Regions from separate parts of the Mus musculus genome. Here region 2 is linked to region 1. Evidence: chromatin contacts called from public Hi-C data. All regions are on one chromosome and are shown on one strand. Each heading gives the region's core, a stretch centred on a gene start, on an enhancer-like site or on the middle of the called end of the contact. The rest is flanking DNA. Distances are from core to core; before and after follow the strand shown.

Region 1 (5,338 bases), core at 456-2,955:
GACAAGACAATTTATATTCCCTTTCAATACATTCATTTCTATGGTTTGTTTTGAGCAACAGGATGAAGTTTCAATGAATAACTACAGCTTGATTGGACAACAAGATTTGAAAATCTGAACTTTTTACAACTTAAATCAGCTGTCTAGCTTTGGAAATAGACTAACGTAAACCAAAAGAGTTGTCTGTCAAAATAAATAACACTCTAAAGCAAATATACAATAACCAGCTTTCTTTCAAATGATTATAACAATATAAAATATTAAAAATACTAGGAAACAGGGAACACTAGAACCCTAACATAATAATACGGGTCACAGTGTTGTTTCTCCTATGAATAATAGTAATCATATTACTTTTTTAGAAAATCAGCTTTTTAGAAAATAAGCAGAATTGGTATGGGCTGGTGGGGGGACAGCTGTTAGGTTTGGAAGAAAAGGAAGGAGGAGGGAAGGAAAAGAGGGAGGGGAGGGAGAAAGGAAGAAGGGAGGGAAGGAAGGAAGGAAGGAAGGAAGGAAGGAAGGAAGGAAGGAAGGAAGGAAGGAAGGAAGGATAGACAGACAGATGGACTCATGGACAGAAGTTAGGTAAGTGACTCTAAAAATGTTTTGGTCCCTTTCCAAAAGTTTTTAAAAAAAAAAAAAAAAGCATGCCAACTTCCGGTGTATAGAGTATATGATCAGACTGCTGTTCAGTTACTTAAACAGCAAGGTCAGTGTAAACACTACTAGACTGGAATACATTCTCAAATACAATCTGCATCCATGTTGTTGCTTTGATCCCTCAGCTATTTCCTACAGCATATCCTGCAACTAAGTTGTTACTACTTCCCGCAATGTGTTTAATGATGGACATTATGAACTAATCCCGTTCTTCTCCTTTGCCTTCTGTCTGAGTTGAGTGTTTTTCCTCTGACACATGTTCCCACCAGGAAACACTACTTCACCAGAGCCAATAAAGAAACAAAGAGAATAGAGTAGAACCCTCTAAAACCATGGGTCACAATAAACCATTTCTCTTTATAAGTTAATTTCCCTGCAATTTGTTAAAGTAAAAAAAAAAAAAAAAAAGCAGTCCCCAATCAGATGTCAGTCAGCCTCCTACCACCTTTCCCAGCTGCTGTGCAGAGGAGAGCCTCAGCAGCCAGTACTCTTTATTTCCTATTCAGCCATACCAGGATGGTTCTCCCACCATGAGCAGCTGACTCTGGGGACTTCCTCTTCCTGACTTCTACAGGGAAGTGCGCACTGTTAGCGCATTGTGATAAGGACAGAACTCACTTCGGAACAAGCCACAGGCAAAAGTAAAAAGTAGCAGATGCAGATCTGCGCACCAGGTCCCTGCCTGCCCAGACCGTGACCTGGATCACTCCCATGCACAAAACAGGAGAGCAGGCCCTGGGAACGCTGCTGGGATTAAAATGAGATCATACAAGTAAATCTAGGTTTGGAAAATAGAGAATACAAGTTGATTATAAATACTTCTTTCTAATTCCTAGCTGAATTATACAAAGCAGAAATTTAAGGCTGATGTGGCATAGTTTGACACACACAAACAACACTTGCCAAAAAAATCAGGAGAAATAACCACAGAATGCTAAATGAGGGGGGGGGAAAACCACACCAATGTTTCTTGAGTTCTGAGTTCATTGTTCAACAATGAGTCTTTTGCTGACTCCACACACAGACATGAGCCAGAGCACCCGGAGCAGTCAAACCTGCACACAGAGGATGGTCCTAGGCAGGGTTAGTGCCTCACTCCCATACAACAGTGCCTGAAAGACCGTGCACAAGTCCACACCTCCATAAACCGTGGAAATCAGGCACTTTCCTGTGGAATTTATGAAAAAAAGCTGAATAAAACTATCTATTGTCAAACAGCTCTGAAATGCCCAATTAACAAAAGAAAAACATGTCTTTTACGGTATGAAGGATAGTTTCCATTCTCAGGTGACAGATCTAAACAATGAATCTAACAATAAAGAAAAGCAAGCTCAGAAATACAGAGGCTAACATGGAGAAAAACTGAAATGAATGAAAAATTTTAATGCTTTAAAACAGCAATGAAAATATAAAACCCTTCAAAAATAGATATAAGAAAATGCTTTTGAGAAACATTAAATATAAAATACAAATAGTCTACTACTCAAGTGGAAAGCTAAAAAGCTCTAGCCAGTGCTTGTAGGAAGCTAACGGGGGATGGGAGGAGGAAGGCAGCAAAATTAATAATCAATTTGTCAAAGCAACATGTTAGTTGTAGTTTTTCTGATTATTCAAGTTTCGGTTGACAAAGAACAAAGGCAGCCATATTTCAGCCAGGAAAGTTACTGAAGTCAGAAATAAACAAAGCAAGAAGGGTCTGTAGGAGAAAGCTATGCGCAGGGGCTGCTAGATGAAGGAAGGGTGGAGAACGGAGAGAAGCACATGTCTCCAGGGTCACTCCAATGCAGTAGAAAAAATAAATAAATAAAACCTATGAAATGGGGATGTGGTCTTACTAACCATCATAGAAGTGGAAATTAAAACAACATTGAGATCTCAACCCAAAGAGAATAGCAGTCATTAAGAGAAAAACAACAGGGGCTGGAGCCATGGCTCAGTGTGAAGAGCATTTACTGCTCTTGCAGAGAACCTGGGCTGAATTCCCAGCACCACATGGCAGCTCACAACCATCTGTTACTCCAGTTTCAGAGGATCAATGCCCTCATTGATCTCTATGAATATGAGGCATGCCTATGGCACACATCTATACATGTACGCAAAACTCTCATACATATAAAAATAAAGTAATTAATAAATCTTTAAGAAAAGAACAAATACTGGTGAGACTGTAGCAGAAAGAAACTCTAAAAATGTAAAGTAATAAAAAAAAGTAGTAATTAAAAAAAATGGTGAGATAGAGGTGTTGCGATACACTTCAACACCAGAATACAGCAGGTTTCTCTTACAAGGACAGAGACTATCTTCTGACTACAACTGATAAAGGAAATACTTGATTTATTATAGTTAACCTGTAATAAAAGCATCCTTCTTTTCATCTAGTAATAGTATCTTAATGAAGCTCTATAACATGTCTTCATAAAATATAAATTAGAAGTCTTTAGCAATGAAGGAAATGTCTCATTTCTCTAAAGGAAAACTGTCCTAAGACTTGGTGATTTTCCAGGATTGCATTTAGACATGGATAAATCACTTGAATGCAGCAAGTGACCAGAATGCTGTATATCACAGAACAATTCTTAGTTTTACATAAGTAATTCTGACACTAGAAAAACTTGCTGTGTTTTCAACATGGACAAATCCCTGTGATTCGTCATAACTAAAACAGTAGATCTGCTTTCTCTCCTCTTTCTATAAAGGTGAGATCCTTCCATTTCACAAACCCATACAGCTTCAAGCCATCTTGAAAGGATGGGTGTGGTAGTGCAGACACATAATCTTACCAACAAATGGGAAGGCTAAGGCAGTAAGTTTAAGACCAGCCTGGGATACACAGTGAGACCCCATTCTCAAAACAGGGTTTGTGGGGAATGTATCATATGGAGATTTAGATCACCAGAGAGCCAGGCTGGGACTAGAGCACTGATTTGGAAAATACTCAAGGGACTTTACAATGACTTTTAGACTACACACACACACACACACACACACACACACACACATCTCTTGAAGAAATCAGAACACATCACATACTACAAATAACAAAATGCCAAGCTCTGTCTGTCCTCACTTGAGGTGAAACAGAGAGCGGAGGGCCAGATCTATGCAGTCCTTGGTGCACTCTACCAGGCAGACCAGTTCTTGGTAGATAACTTCAACACCACCTCATCCACACAACCGCAGACACAGGTGGTTCTTACACGCGTTCTCGAGACCGGCCAGGAAAGACGCAACAAACCGGAATCTTCTGCGGCAAAAGCTTTATTGCTTACATCTTCAGGAGCCAGAGAGCAAGAGAGCAAGAGCTCTATTGCTTACATCTTTAGGAGCCAGAGCGCAAGAGCGCAAGCAAGAGCGCAAGAGTGCAAGAGCAAAAGCAAGAGAGAGAATGGCGAAACCCCGTCCCCTTTAAGGAGAATTATCCTCCGCCTAGGACGTATTACTCCCTGATTGGCTGCAGCCCATCAGCCGAGTTGTCGTCACGGGAAAGGCAGAGCACATGTAGTGGAAAACTACCCTTGGCACATGCGCAGATTATTTGTTTACCACTTAGAACACAGGATGTCAGCACCATCTTGCAACGGCGAATGTGAGGGCGGCTCCCTACAGGTGGTAACCTACAGTAACTGCTGGCCAGATGTGAAGTCCTCACTCCTCAAAATTCCTGAGTTTTCCTCTCAGTCCTTTCATCATTTCTCTCCTGCAGAGAACTAAAATTTGGAGTCTCTGCTCCCATTCCCAGCTTGCCCACCCCCTACAGAGTCTTGTTTCACTGCATGCCTACATTCTAGCTTTATATCCCTGCCTGGCAACTACTCCAAAACTCAAAACCTAAAAAAATAAAATAAAAACAACCCAGCACTTGATCGTGCTCACCATTCTAAGGGTCAGAAACACATGCACACTCGGGGTGGAATCTGCTCCTTGAGCCACTGAGATCACTCAGCTAGTGGAACTCAACCTTCAAGAGTCCAACGTTATTTCACTCACATATTTGGTGCTCAGGCTGGAATGACTCCAAGGTAACTGCCAGCTGCAGTGCCTCTCCATGTGGTTTGGCTACCAGACAGCCTGGCTACCTCAAAGAAGTCAAACTTCTTAGGTAGTAGTGTAGAGCCAAGTGTAAGCACTCCTGCTAGTGAGAAGAAAGTGGAATTGCTGTGTGACCAAGCCTTCCATCAGCACCATCTCATCATACTTGACTGGTTGAGTCATGAGGCACCATGACTCAAAAGGAGAGAACTAATGCTATATCAAGGAAAGTAACAAGGAGATGGTACTAAAAAGCATGGGAGAGAGATGCTATAGCTCTTCCAGGACAAAACAGCCATCCATAGATTTTTACTTGGCTAAAGACTTCTTCTCCATCTAAAACCAAGCTCAATCCTGTTGTAAAGTGGCTTCTGTTGGAGTAACACACAGTAGGCAGTACCACAGGTTCTGTTAGAGTAACACACAGTAGGTAGTGCCACACGTTCTGTTAGAGTAACACACAGTAGGTAGTGCCACAGGTTCTGTTAGAGTAACACACAGTAGGTAGTGCCACAGGTTCTGTTAGAGTAACACACAGTAGGTAGTGCCACAGGCTCCATAGATTTTCTGTTAACTTACTTTTCTCATCACTGACAGAAGCAACTCTGTCTGGGCCACAGTTTAAGGATGTGGTCCATTAAAGTAGGAA
Region 2 (5,220 bases), core at 2,422-4,921, 180 kb before region 1:
CTAACTCTCTTTCCCAAATACCAACACCAAGGTTTCTATCATGTGCCACCATGATTGGCTTTTTACATGGGTTCTGAGAACTTGAATTTACATCCTTGTGTGCAGCAAGCACTTAACTGAGCAATCCCTCCAGACCATTTATTTCTTTAAAAACAATTTTTTAAAAAATCCCCCTTTTTTAGAGCTGGGGATTGAACTCACAGCCTTGTACATACTAGGCAAACACTCGACTGCTCAGGTATTCCTAAGACCTCTTTAGTTTTGTAATTTTTATGCTTACGTCCACTGGAGCAGAACAAAATTAAGATCTAACCAAAATTTGCAAAATAAAAATACTATTTAGAAAAGAATGTTAAAAAATATACATGTTCATAATGCTTTTGCAACTCTGAAGAATTTATCCTTCTGATGCTATTAGGTCTTAAGTTATGCTATTAAGGTCTACGCCTTTTGGGAGGCCTTACATTGTAACTATGTTCCCAGGCCACGGCTGTTTTTTTTTTTTTTTTTTTTTTAATGGCTTGAGAAGATCTGCTACTGTACCGTGTCATGTTCATAAGATTTATTAATTTACTTTATATATTTGAGTATACTGTAGCTGTCTTCAGACATCAGAAAGAGGGCATAAGATCCCATTACAGATGGTTGTGAGCTACCATGTGGTTGCTGGGAATTGAAGTCAGATCTCTCGAAGAGCAGTCAGTGCTCTTAACCACTAAGCTATCTCTCCAGCCCTCACCTAACTTCTTACTACTGGATATTTCCATTATTTCTTTGAACAGATCATAAAATACACAAAGACAGATGAACTTATATAATCCTAACTTGTCTACATTAGAATTATATCCACCTGGTCAGTACAGAAAGAATGCTGCTTTTAAAAGTTTGTGACACATACTGTCAAGTTATACGGAGTGGTTAAACAAGAAACGATGTTACCGATTTTAGCTACATTTAGACCAAAATTAAAATGTCTTAAAGAAAAGTGTCTCCCTCTTAGTCAAAGACACCAATGATAATGATTAGAGAACTATGTTGCAAGCTCCCTTTGTTAGCACAGCTTTAAGTAAATTTTCACTAAGTGGTTCAGGAAAACACCTTAAAAACTTACCCCAGTCCTTGGGGACAGAGTAAGAAATACAGTGTGCACAAGCCTGTCTTCAGTGGGCAGTGAACTCCTCAGTGCACAGAAAGGAGCTGGGCTTTGTTCTTCACTCTGCTGCTCAGAGCTCTGCCACTTGACAAAAGGACTTCCTGGGATGCAGTCTTGGAAGGCTGACCCCCAACCTGAGTATAGCTGCCAGGACAGAAAAGACTTTCTGGCTGGGCTGGCTGATCTGGGGAGCAAGGCCACTATGGTGGACCTGCAGAGAGGTTAGCAGATCTGTGCCCAGAAGAATGCGAGGGAAAAATCACCGAAGAGACTACTCCCACTCTGCCTGCTTTTTAACTGGGAACCCTGGACATTCAGAATGGTGGTTCTAGAGATTAGAAACGTTCAGAACTCAACTTCTTGTTTTCTGGAACAATGCATGGGCTGAGAAGGTAATATATATTTCCCTTTTGGATTTTTCTTACCCTTCTGAACCTCAAAAGGGAGTAGAATTAAGACTAAATGAGAAGGAGAAAATGCATAGTGACGAGGAGTGATGTTGACCATGGGAGACAGACCATGCTGTGTGATGCTGACCAGCAAGGGGTGGTCACTTAAGGAGACTGGTTTCTGGCTAAAGAATTTAGCACATTCCATATTTTCTACTAGCTAAAGAACTTAAAGGATACCTGTGATATGCCCCACACAGCCAACCATGGTTCCACTGTCTTGTCAAGACCTTTGGTAAAGGCATCTTTTGAGACTTGACCACAGTGACACCTTTTTAGAGGAAGTGCTTTGTGCTAGCCTCCTTGAGTTCTGGAAGAAAAAGCCTTTGAATAGGGTCCGAGAAAGTCTAAGTATTAGTGAACCTCCTTCCTTGTTCAGGTAAATACAAGAATTTGGCTCTAACGTTTACTAGCTGTGTGGTCTGGAGAAAATTACTGACGTCTCTAAGTGCTGGATTCATCATCAATAATAAGAAAGATAGTGGCACCTATGATATAGAAATACAGATTAATAACACCACAAGGAAAAAATTAACATATAATCACCACAACTGTCTGTTTAACAGGTAGCACAGACTTTATTATTTTGGAACATAGGGTAAAATAAATCTTGGCCACAAGGAGTGCCATCCAAAAGGACTTAGTAAATTTCATTAAGACATATATTTCTAAGTAACTTGTAATTAGACATATAGGGTTTTTAATAATTATATTTCTGAGGTTTGTAAATGTTACTTTTGTTATTCTACTTACTCTCTATAAACTGACCCACTGTTCATTGGTTCCCTTCTTTATGACAAATCAGTTTCTATCTGTCTCTGTCTGTCTGTCTCTAGCCCCTCCCCGCTTCTCTCTTGGTTCTCAAGCTGGGCCAGAAACTGGAACTCATGACCCCTGGCCTTACCCTCCTGAGTTTGGAATTACAGGCATATGCCACCATATACTTTAGTGTTATGTTACTAGTGGGAATATTCAGTCGGAATTATTCACTTGCATTTATTCATGTAATCAGACTTAAGGAATTATATAAATAAAATCCAACTTTGCTACAAAGCTAGCCAATTCCTGAGGAGTTTAAGTTTTCCAGCATTCTACCCATGACCCCTTTCACTTTTCACTGCTATTGGCAATGAATCAGTTCAGACCTAACCTACAGAATACCAAATCTACACTCACACTCAGACTCTTTCCAAGTGTCATTATACATTTCCTCCTGTCTCTAGGACTTCCGCCTAGAAGGAGGTACTTTCAAGTCACTGAGAGAGATGGTGCATGCAAAGGGCCAACTGAAGCTGAACACAGAGCTAAAGAAACAAACCAGAGGCAGAGACACCACAGGCCTGACAACAGTGGGCTGGCATTGTGTAGCCCAGGACTTGAACTCGAGTGAACTGCAGCTGCAGGGATGACTCCCTGTGGAAACGTGCCCAGAGGAGAAGGATGCAGTCATGGCCATACCAGCTAGTGTGAAGCAGGGACAGAGACAACGGGAAACTATCACTCCTGCTGCAGAACTCAAGCAAGGGCCAGCAGCAAGAAAATTCACCTGGATACCACCCAAGTAGCTCAGCTACCCAAGGTAAAACCAGAAACAGACAGATCTAAATCTAAATGTGCTGTTTGGGGTTCTGCTCCTCTCTACTCTCCCAAAGGTGTCTTCTCTATGGTATTCACTATTTTGGTTAAAAGGGTATCTTACAAGTATAATCCCTCAGCAGCCTAGAACGTTGCCTCAGCACCTTAGTCCTGTTTCCTCTTCCTCATAACTGTCCATCCCAAGCCAGCACCCTCTACATAACCATATTTATAAATCACAATTTTTAAAAAAAGATTTTATTTATTATTATACACAAGTACACTGTAGCTGTTTTCAGATGCGCCAGAAGAGGGCTTCAGGTCTCATTATGGGTGGTTGTGAGTCACCATGTGGTTGCCGGGATTTGAAATCAGGACCTTTGGAAGAGCAGTCAGTGCTCTTACCCGCTGAGTCATCTCTCCAGCCCCCTATAAATCACAATGTTGAGTGTATCCATTTTTTTCAAGGCTCCTATAACTAAGTGCACACAGACTGAGTCACTGAACACAGAAGTGCACTTCCTGGTTTAGAGGTAAAGTGCTGGCTGCTGAGTCTCTTCTCAGCATGCTTTCATAGACTTCTCCCTCTGCCTCTCATCTTCCTTTTCTGGTAAGGACCCCAGCCCTACTGACTAAAACACTCCTAAACAACGTCAATTTAACTTAACATCCACTGAAAGGACCCATCTCCAATACAGTCACTTTCTGAGGTCTTGGGGATGGGACCAGAGCATATGGATTTTAAGCAAATACAACTGAGCCTATGACATTGAGTGTGTGACTCACTCATTTTAAACACATTGAGTGTGTGTTTAAAAGTTGTCATTGCTCGTACCTTCTCTTTTCTGAAAGATATATGTGTGTGTGTATATATGCATATATAATATATATGTATATTATATATATGAATGATTTTTAAGCCTTATTTGCAAAATAAGTGAGCTAGGCTGCTGCCCACCTTGAGTTCTCAGCTTTACCTTCATCATTTCTTATATCCTAGTTACTGGCCTCTCTGGACCATTTACCATTTTGCAAACACATCTTCCATATATGCTGTTCTATGTCTAGAATAAACACATGTCAAATAGTCTGGGAAGGTATTTTTGATGCCTGAGGCAGAGCCAATTACACTCTTGCCATTCTTCAAAGAACTTTGAACTCTACTATTATAGTGTGCATCACCTTGAATTGTAATTAATCCTTTATATGCCTTTCTCCCTCACTACAATGGGAATTCCTTGAAGGCCAAGACCACGTCTGGTTTTACTTATTGCTGACTCCTTTGTACCCAGAGCTGTACCTGGTACACAGCAGGAGCTAAATATATATGTGTATTTCTTGAACAAAGGAAATGAAAAAGTAAGTGAACACATGAACAAAAGAGAGACAGAAGAAAGGGTTTGACTTAGTATTTAATAGCTAGGACGGTGGCACGGAACGCACCGAACTTAAGCACAGGCTTCAGAGCGGCCTGGCTGCATAAAGTACTGACTGAGCCACAGGGAGAACAGATACAATGAAGGGATCTGGAGTTGTTTACTTGAAGGAAAGTCATAGAAGCAGATTATCTTTGGGGTAAGAAGGAAATGGGTTGAGAAAAAGCCTATAAACTTCTTGGAAGCCAGTGCACCAACACACATGTGACAAGGCGAGCTGAGCTGTACTCAGATCCAAGAACAAAAGGTTCCCAGTTTAAGCTATGGAAGGGTCCATTCCAGAGAGCAGCTGGGCAGAACTTCCTCACATGAAGACTTCTTAATGTATGGGAAAAAGAAAGAGCAAAACAAAACAAGCAAGAGCAGCAAAAGGGGATAATTAGTGTAAACAGTTTAAGGTTTCTTTTTCTTCCTTTTTTCTGTAATGCACTAGACAAACCCCAAGAAGAGGGGAAGCGTTGTGGGATAAACATCTGTTCACTGAAACCTGACAGAGCCCTTCACAGGCTCTGTGGCCTGTGCGTGTCCTTATGTGCCCGAGGTTGCTATTTGTGCTTCCATGGCCTGGACAGCTCAGAAAGTGGCCTGTAGCAGGCCAGAGCACACT

What was found. Hi-C and Micro-C count contacts between places; a contact is called where the count stands out from the background.
Region 2: a contact with region 1 is called in a Hi-C map of the C2C12 cell line, with 3 times the contacts expected there. The contact joins two enhancer-like sites. A contact is called at or near these places in 7 of 484 Hi-C or Micro-C datasets (the C2C12 cell line, adipose-derived mesenchymal stem cells, cortical neurons and 3 more) and 2 of 115 datasets of contacts at active chromatin or transcription factors (embryonic stem cells and pancreatic cancer cells).

The regions. Positions count from the first base shown.
Region 1 is chr5:31,754,823-31,760,160 of GRCm38.p6, reverse strand. The region is part of intron 3 of Babam2 (BRISC and BRCA1 A complex member 2); the gene reads right to left. Among named protein-coding and RNA genes, the nearest start is that of Babam2, 59 kb to the right of the region's middle. Within about 2 kb of position 1,705, at least 50 of the 459 cell types and tissues checked have an H3K27ac peak or open chromatin away from gene starts, as enhancers often do. A contact at or near this core is called in the C2C12 cell line, embryonic fibroblasts and pancreatic cancer cells, where this site is marked.
Region 2 is chr5:31,934,537-31,939,756 of GRCm38.p6, reverse strand. The region is part of intron 7 of Babam2 (BRISC and BRCA1 A complex member 2); the gene reads right to left. Among named protein-coding and RNA genes, the nearest start is that of Gm52770, 62 kb to the left of the region's middle. Within about 2 kb of position 3,671, at least 41 of the 459 cell types and tissues checked have an H3K27ac peak or open chromatin away from gene starts, as enhancers often do. A contact at or near this core is called in the C2C12 cell line, embryonic fibroblasts and pancreatic cancer cells, where this site is marked.